2 separate regions of the Danio rerio genome follow, and region 2 is linked to region 1. A link is a contact called in public HiCAR-type data. All regions are on one chromosome and are shown on one strand. Each heading gives the region's core, a stretch centred on a gene start, on an enhancer-like site or on the middle of the called end of the contact. The rest is flanking DNA. Distances are from core to core; before and after follow the strand shown. Region 1 overlaps adarb2 (adenosine deaminase RNA specific B2 (inactive)). Region 2 has its middle 100 kb from the start of klf6a.

What was found. HiCAR-type assays count read pairs that join an accessible place to other places.
Region 2: a HiCAR-type map of caudal fin shows a contact between it and region 1, with 7 times the contacts expected there. The contact joins two enhancer-like sites. A contact is called at or near these places in 1 of 18 Hi-C or Micro-C datasets (caudal fin) and 1 of 4 datasets of contacts at active chromatin or transcription factors (caudal fin).

Annotation. Positions count from the first base shown.
Region 1 is chr24:4,194,608-4,199,826 of GRCz12tu, reverse strand. All of the region lies in intron 1 of adarb2 (adenosine deaminase RNA specific B2 (inactive)), which reads left to right. LOC141380808 (a long non-coding RNA gene) reads right to left here. Exons shown (of 5, transcript XR_012399666.1): 2 at 4,176-4,295. Among named protein-coding and RNA genes, the nearest start is that of pfkpa, 44 kb to the right of the region's middle. Within about 2 kb of position 1,791, at least 5 of the 62 cell types and tissues checked have an H3K27ac peak or open chromatin away from gene starts, as enhancers often do. A contact at or near this core is called in caudal fin, where this site is marked.
Region 2 is chr24:4,435,553-4,440,077 of GRCz12tu, reverse strand. No RefSeq gene overlaps it. Among named protein-coding and RNA genes, the nearest start is that of klf6a, 100 kb to the right of the region's middle. Within about 2 kb of position 2,322, at least 3 of the 62 cell types and tissues checked have an H3K27ac peak or open chromatin away from gene starts, as enhancers often do. A contact at or near this core is called in caudal fin, where this site is marked.

The sequences.
Region 1 (5,219 bases), core at 542-3,041:
ACTTGTAGCAGTGCGATATGGCTGTATATCGGCACTAGTTGGGGCACTGAGGCACTCGGCCTGCAGCCTCATGCCAACGCACGCCTCCCACCAGTGCCGATATACAGCCACATCGCACTGCTACTCGTTTGATATTGCTCATATATATATATATATATATATATATATATATATATATATATATATATATATATATATATATGGAATACATGCCTCAGAACTTCAGATATGTTTCTCCAAGTACCTTTCGCCGCATGTTTCAGATGACAAATCCACTAGAGGGCACTGTCGACATGTTTGTAAATCTGAAATGCATTATTAGTGTAGATTTTCAGATTGTGAATGTGTAGACATTTCAGATTCACCATATCTTCATATATATATATATATATATATATATATATATATATATATATATATATATATATATATAAACATATATCACAAACATTGATAAATACAGTAAAGCAACAATTTTTTGTACGTGCTTTATGATTTTCTGGATAAACAATAATAATCAAATGCAAAATAGTTTTCATTGCATATTTACATGAATATAATTAATCTTTCTTAAAGTTAAAAGCGTAATTCCTCATGCCAGAATACTTTGAACTGACTTTAAAAAGTGCTCACACAGACACAGGCCCTAAAATAAATAATAAATGTTATGGCGACTTATGGTTAAACATTGCAATGATAATTTTTCACTGTAAAAACGTTACCATGACATGTAAAAATCTGAACTATTGACTCACAGACAGAGAGAGAGAGAGAGAGAGAGAGTGAGTGAGAGAGAAGAAAATTTTAAAACCAAGCACAGTTGACTAATATGAAAAGCATTGCTCTTTTTCTTCTCTGTTTAAAAGCGAGTGCTGAAGAGCAGATCAGTAATCAGGCTCTTGATACCATCTCCAATAACAGATGAGAAAGCAGCGAAGCATACGGCCTTTAATCAATGAAACCCTCGGCGTCAGATACTGTACAGCGTACAGTAGAGCGCAGAATTTGTTCAATCTGCCTGCGAGAAAGCATCAAAAAAAAGTCCCACATTCATCATTCGCGTCTTATCGAGCTGCAAAAGCTGGAACATTACGCCAGTTTATTCCTTCATGGATTTATTCATTCATAAATATTCATCCTCCACACGTCACACACACACACACATACACACATGATTTATCTGAAAGAGAAATATTGCTTTTCTAATATTACACAGCGAGATTTATTGTCTCTCATTACCATTGTTATCGCAGTAGCTTTCAAAGTAATCTATTTTTACCACTATGGGGCGTTCACTATATTTACCGCACAGGAATATCATTCGGGATCATACATCTTTCTCCAGAAATCCATACAAGTGTGGAATCAAAGGCGGAAATCTGCAGCACGAAGCATTCTGGGACCTCCTTTAATGGAAATGGTCTATTTTGCGGGGCATTAGAACGATCCGGGCCCGCCGTTTTAATTGGAGCGCTGTGTTTAAGCGGAGTGATGTATGAAATGAAGTTAAAGTCGGCCAATCTGGCTCATCTGGGCCTGAAACGCACACTCAAAAGGGGCCTCGATGAGATCAGATTCTGATTTAAGACTGAGGGAAATAACAAGGGAGAAATGAAATGGTAATTACTATTGATTACCTATGTGCATATGACCCCGCAGGCCTCGCTTTGCATACTTAAATCAACTTAAATAATTGGATTTGCTAATTTTTTGTATGTGTAAGCGAGAGCGCGTGTGGCCTGGACTCGGGAATACGTTCGTTCTCACTGAAGGAATGAAGTGAGTCAAGAAATGATGTAATTTGGCCGTTGTGATGCATTACCTCATGATTAGTTTGTTCTGTATGCGGGCGCTGGTTGTGTTTGTTGAACTTTGACACATTTGAAGAGATCAGATGCAAAAACCTCTGAGATATAGCAAATGATATGCTGTTTTTATTGCCTTTAAAGTGAAATCATGGAAAATAAACATGGGGGCCTGATAAAAATCGTCATTTTAGTGAACTTTGGCACATTTGAAAAGCTCAAATGCAAAAACCTTTAAGTTATGGCAAGTAATATGCTATTTTCTTTGCCTTTACAATGCATTAACTGAATATAAACATGGGACTCTTAAACAGTATCATCATTTTGTTGAACTTTGAAGAGTTCAGATGCAAAAACATCCAAGTTAAAGCAAATGATATGCTATTTTCATTGCCTTTGCAGTGAAATAACCGAACATAAACATGGGAGCCTGAAATAAATGATCATTTTGGTGAACTTTGGCACATTTGAGGAGTACAATTGCAAAAACCTTAAAGTTGTGGCAAATTAAATGCTATTTTAATTGCATTTAAAACTAAATAACTCAATTTAAACATAGGAGTCTGATAAAAATTGTCATTTTGGTAAACGTTGACACATTTGAAGAGTACAATTGCAAAAACCTCTAATTTATGGCTAATAATATGCTATTTCCTTTGCATTTAAAGTGAAATAACTGAACATGAACATGGTAGTCTGAATAAAATTGTCATTTTGGTAATATTTGGCTCATTTGAAGACTAAAATTGCAAAAGCCTTTAAGTTAAGTTAGAAAAATGCTGTTTTAATTGCATTTAAAATGTAATAACTGAATTTAAACATAGAAGCTTGATAAAAAGGAGTCATTTTGGTTAACTTGGACACTTTTAAAGAGTCCAGAAGCAAAAAAAAACTCCAAGTTATGGCAAATAATATGCTATTTTCATTGCCTTTAAGGTGAAATAGGTAAACATAAACCTAGGAGCCTGAGAAAAATTGTCATTTTGGTAAACTTTGACATATTTGAAGGCTTCAGATGGCAAAAACTTTAAGTTATGGCAAATAGTATGCTATTTTCATTGCATTTAAAGTAAAAGAACTGAACATAAACATAGGCCCCTAAAACAATAATAATCATTTGGTGAACTTTGGCACATTTGAAGAGTTCAGATGTAAAAACCTCTAAGTTATGGCAAATAATATGCTATTTTCATTGCATTTAAATTGTAATAACTGAATTTAAGCATGGAAGCTTGATAAAAAGGAGTCATTTTGGTTAACTTCGACACTTTTGAAGAGTTTAGATGCAAAAAAAGTCCAAGTTATGGCAAATAATATGCTATTTTCATTGCCTTTAAGGTGAAATAAGTAAACATAAACATAGGTCCCTTAAAAAAATCATAATTTAAAGAGTTCAGATGCAAAAAACATACAACTTATGGCAAATAACATGCTATTTTTATTGCTTTTAAGGTGAAATAAGTAAACATAAACCTTTAAGCCTGAGAAAAATAGTCAGTTTGGTAAACTGACACATATGAAGGCTTCAGATGCCAAAAACTCTACGTTATGGCAAATAATGTTATTTTCATTGTCTTTACAGTGACAAAGTGAACACAAACATATGACCCTTTAAAAAAATCATAATTTGATGAGTTCAGATGCAAAAAAACATACAAGTAATGGCAAATAATATGCAATTTTCATTGCCTTTAAGGTGAAATAGGTAAACATAAACATGGGAGTCTGAGAAAATTTGTCATTTTGGTCAACTTTGACACTTTTGAAGGGTTCGAATGCAAAAAATAAAAAAACTAAGCTATGGCAAATAATATGTTATTTTCATTACCTTTAAAGTGAAATAACCAAACATAAACATAGAAGCCTGAGAAAAATTATCATTAGGGGAACTTTGACATATTTAAAGAGTTATGCCTAAATATCTAATACGTTATGGCAAATGCATATGTATTGCCTTAAAAGTGAAATAACCAAGCATGAACAGAGAAACATCGTCATGTGGTGCACTTTGAAACATTTGAAAGGATGCCAAAACCTTGAAGTTATGGCAAATAATTTGCTATTTTTGTTGCCTTTACAGTGAAATAACTGAATATAAACATAGGAGCATGGAATAAATTGTCAATTGGTGAACTTTCACACATATGAAGCATTCAGATGCAAAAACATCTAAGTTATGGCGAAGAATATGCTATTTTCATTGCCTTTAGAGAGAACATAAAGATTGGGGACTGAGAAAAATCGTCATTTTGTAAGACAGTTTCTATGGCACTTCAGGTTTTTCACCTCTTCATTCATCATTTTACTTGATTTAGTTTCAGCAATATGATTCTATCTCTTTACAGACACATAGGCCTGCTGTATACATACCATAAGTGCATGATGAAGATGTGGAGGTTGTGGTGTGTGTGAATCTGACAGGAGTATGAAGACCATGCTGCAAAACACGTGCTCACAGCTGATAGTGTGATGGTGCTCTGCTGCCACCCTCTGGATAAACAGAGAATCACAATGTGTTATTTCGTTCTAGACTTCATAACTCGTTTTAATTATTGTGACAATCAATAATTCGATTTAGTTGAAAGCATTAGGCCAAAATAAAATATATTTTACTTTTCCACAGTTGAACGAAGCAGTCAAATCATACTGAAAAAGCTTTAAGGTAGCCTAGTTGTTACCCCAGATTGCAATAAACAACTAGTTTGGCTATATAGCAACATTTGTTGGTATAAAATCCACCAGTGCTTTCCAAATTTTAAGTATATATTATGAGACTATCACCTCTCAATAACATAAATCATTTCTTAAGGTTTGATTGGTAGGCCTGATTATCTATTGATTAATCAGATAGATAAACGCTATTCATAATGCTGTTGCAAAGTCTACTCAACTTAAACAAACTTGCAGTGCCTTACATAAAAAATAAGCATATGATGCCAAAATACTGTGTAACATTACATGGAAGCCCGCCTCTTAATGATACATGGGCTATTGTGACTCTTTATCTTGACTTTTCCCCCTCAGAATTGTGAAATGTAAACCCAAAACTGTGAGTTATAATGTCAGAATTGTGTATCACGCAAATCTAAAAAGTCGCAATAACCATTTTTTAATAGAAACTTTACACATAATCAGTAGCGGAAAAGTATTAAAAACTTTTAAGGATTTAAGATTATGATGAACGTTAAACGCGTAATAACAGGCTTGTGAAGACGGTCCATTGAACGGCTTTCTGTACATTACAGGTGTACTTACCAGGGACTTGTGGTTAATCCTGCCAGGCCCTGATTGGCTAATCGCCCGCGAGGGCCGTTGTCCCTAGCTGCCTGCACTCACATCAGTCACACTTATTTATTTATTTAATTAATTATTAATATTTTGTGCCATAGCCGCACTATTTATTCATTATTTTAC
Region 2 (4,525 bases), core at 1,073-3,572, 240 kb before region 1:
TATTAACTTATATATATATATATTGTTGCTGTGAACGACAATTGAAGGATTATCTTCCAGAAAATGAGTACTATTTCTAAACATAATAGTTTTAATAACTCATTTCTAATAACTGATTTGCGATTTATCTTTGCCATGATGACAGTACATTATTTTTAATTGCATATTTTACTAGGTAGTATTCAGCTTAAAGTGACATTTAAAGGCTGAACTAGACTAATTAGTCAAATTAGGATAAATAGGTAAGTCATTATATAATGATGGTTTGTTCTGTCGACAATCAAAAACAAATATTGCATAAAAGGGCTAATAATAATAATAGAGCTTAAAATGTTTTTATTTTATTTTTTATTTTTAAACTGCTTTCATTCTAGCCAAAATAAAACACACAAAACTTCCTCCTGAAGAAAAAATATTACAGGAATTACTGTGAAAAATTCCTGGCTTAAACATAATTTGGGTAATATCAATGGCTAATAATTATATATTTATAGTCTTTGATGGATCAAAACATTGTAGAAGTCCTCTCAAACTAAATAAACCTAGGCAGGTCACTAGATTTGCAAACTGAAGTCTATGTGTTTATCCAGATGCGCATGAATGAAGGCGTCCTCAGTAAGCAACTCCAAATATTCTGTGCATTTGTTGCAAAGATAAGATGAAGGCGGGGGTGGGGTGTAGGCTGACGGGGGGTGGGAACGGCTTGAAATTGAATCACCACGGCAACTTTAATAATATCTATTTTGCAGCTCACATATGAAAGGAAATGAGTTTCAAAGGTGAGGTCATGCTTCAACTGTCACTTATATTTGATAGCTTCCACACATCAGAGACATGAACGCTACTTTATACACTAAAGAGACGTGCGCTAATGTGCTCTAGACCCTATCTCACACGCAATGTAAATTCTTTATTGCTTCCACCCAAGAGCAGTGCGGAAACACAATTAAACACTTATTATTATTTTTACCCCCATTGGCCACAAAGGAAACCATACACTCCCTACTTGTTCAAGCAAAACATTCATTCAGATTCAACTTATCCAGCGTGTTTTTACGCAGCGGATTTAGCCAATTTAGCCTACCCAATTCACCTGTACCGCATGTCTTTGGACTGTGGGTGAAACCGGAGCACCCGGAGGACACCATGCAAACTACACACAGAAACGTCAACTGAGCCGAGGCTCGAACCAGCAACGTTCTTGCTGTGAAGTGACAGCACTACCTACTGCGCCACTGCGTCACCACAAGCTAAAAATTATGAGAAAAGAAATTGCAAAAGCAAAAGACATTGCTGATTGAGAAATAAATAAAAAAAAAGAAATAAATAATAATGATTTGTTTTACTGTATCACAATGTACATAATGTTTTGTTTGTATCAGAATGCTAATGAATGAATGAGTGAGTGATTATGAGGTAATGATAAAGGTTATTTTTCTAAAAAAATAAAAATAAAAATCATGTCTTTAAATAGGAAAGTTTATTTTAGCCTAATATTTTCAGCAGATTTTTTGCGCTAACCTGTTGCTACTGACGGCACTAGTGGTTACAACGGTCTTTCATCTCGTTTTACACTTAAACAACTAAATGAATGCTGAAGTCTGTTTAACTGAATGCATTGTGATTACATTACAACAGTGATGCTATAAGAACAACCTTGTGAAATTGAAAATAGTCATATTAAGCCGGAATTTTATTGTTGTCTTTAAAACTCTGTGCATAGAGCCCGTTGTTTTATATTCTATCTACTTAAATTTGTAAAAACATACATGTATAAGTTACCTTAATTCCTTCATGTTGTCCCAACACAAATTCATAGAGTGTAACCCAGCATTTCTAACAGCGCATGTTAAATGACTCATTTTTTTATTCTGGAAGGAAATATGATGAATGAAACCTTTTGACATCCTATGTGACAGCCACCCAAGTTTAGCGAAATCCTAAAAATAATATGAATAAAAAAAAGCTCTGCAAAGACATCTCTGTCTGCCGCGCGACACTCAGTTTGACTACATTTAAATTCACTGAATTAATAATAGGCCGATGATTTTGATCTATTTGTAGATGCTGAATAATTTACCACAAGACGTAGCTTTAGGAATCCGGTTTTCTTCATTTAAAAAAAAATAAAAATCCCATTGGTTCCAATAAAAAAGCCAAAAAAAGCTGTGCTTTGCAGAACACACAAACACCCTTATTGCATATTTGTGGTGTTCTGCGCTCCCGGCACATTTTTTTTTTTTTTTGTAACTTTAAGAGGGCTGCTGTAGGCTTCAGTCAGCAGTAAATGATAGACTCTGAGCCTCAACACCTCCTGCATTCCTCCTAATGGCCAGGTAGGCTCTCACAGGGCATTTTCCAGCATAATACACACTGTGACGCTATAAAGGCTAAAGATATCTGCAGGCATGTGTTTTGAATGTGGTAATGACTGCCGTTTCTGCGACCTCCTACGGATGATCAGAGAGCCAGAAGTGGCATTGCTCAGTTTTAGTGTTTCCTTTCTTTCTCTAAACTTTAAACAGTACAAACAAGCACTCCTGGAAGTCTCTAGAAGGTTTCCATTGTTATTATACATTTGTGTGTGTATTTTTTTTACATGTTTAGCATGCTATTTCGATTCTATGTGTCAGTACTGTGACTTCTGTACTTTGTTTTTTCACACTGCATTTCTATTTATTGATTAAAAGTAGATTATGTATAGATACATGTGGCACAAGAACATTTGCAATTTTTTTTGTTGCAATATTTTGATCATGATACATTTTTATGGTTTATTTAACTGTTTAAAGTTTGCTGTTGTAAAAAAAAAAAACTGTGTTTTCAAAGCAGTCTCACACCAATTCCTTACTTTTTGATTCAGTGGTATTTTATATGAATTTGTATGATCTCATTCATAATTTTTTACTATGATTTGCTCATTCTCCAATGATGGTTGGGTTTAGGGGTGGGTTTGGTGCTCTGCCTCCTTTTAAAAATCGTACAATTTTGTATGACTAAACTCATATAAATTCGTACAATTTAGAAATGTACACATTTTCATACAACTGAACTTAAATTAGAAATTTAAAAATTGAACATTTTCTTTTGACTGAACTCGAATTAGAAACCTAAAAATGTTACCTTTTTTTGACAGCTGAACTCAAATTATAAAAGTAAAAATTGCCCATTTTCATACAACTGAACTCAAATTAGAAATGTAAAAATTTTACCTTTTTTTGACAGCTGAACTCAAATTATAAAAGTAAAAATTGCCCATTTTCATACAACTGAACTCAAATTAGAAATGTAAAAATTTTACCTTTTTTGACAACTGAACTCAAATTAGAAATGTAAAAATCTTATATTTTTGTACAACTGAACTCAAATTAGAAATGTAAAAATCGTAAATTTTCATTCAGCTGAATTTGTGTGAACTCGTTTAAATTAGAAATGTGAAAATCTTAAGTTATTGTACAAGTGAACTCGTATGAATTCATACAAATTAGAAATGTACAAATTTTCGCACAACTGAACTCAAATTAGAAATGTAAAAATCTTACATTTTCGTATGACTGAACTCGTGTGAACTCATTAAAAATTAAAAATGTAAAATACTTATATTTTTGTACAACTGAATTCTAATTAGAAATGTAAAATTGTACATTTTCGTTTGACTGGACTCGTGTGAATTGTTTAAATCAGAAATTTTAAAATCTTACATTTTGTACAACTTGAACTTGAATTGGAATTGTAAAAATCATACATTATTAATTGTAAAAATCATACATATTAAGGATTGAACTTGTGTGAATTTGTACAAATTAGCCACCAAACTAACAAAATGTTGGATAATTAAGTTTCCTAGTGACATCAGGCAGTTTTTTTATGTTACCACTGTTGTCAAAATAAAAACATTGAATGGTAACTTCATGGTAGAAGCTAATGCTAATTAATGCCATTTAAATGATTCCCAGAGTCTCTGTCATCATGTACTGTGTGTAACATGAAAACCTATTTTTCTCTCATTACAGGACAGCTAAATCTCATTTTATCACAACATCATTTAGTTGCAACTACTTTTCACCAGTTGTATTGTTTCCCTATATTCCCTAAACTATAAAAAGTCCAAGCAAACACTCCTGGCGGTCTCTTTTCTGAGTTGCATTTTTTAAAAAGCATGTTGTGAGTCATGTAAATCTCAAAACTGGGACTTGTTTGTCAAACATACCCCAGAGAGACAGAACAAGAGAAAGACTGAGATTGTGTGTTTGAATGGTTTGAAATGGCAGCTAGACTGAGAGCAGCAGGAGAGATATTCATGATCACTGAGCGCTGCTGCTCTGTTTAAAGGCCATGCTCTCAGGAGAGAAGGGTCACAGCGTCCGGCTTTCTGCCCTTGATCTGCCATGTGTCATCTACAAACACGGCGGAAGCTGGTAGAACCGGTCCTCTGATCATCCTGTGTCCTGGAATCTGCCTGATTAGTGGAGTCTGCCTTTGTTTCTAGGAATTTAAAAGTCAACGCTGGAACCCAAAGCATGTC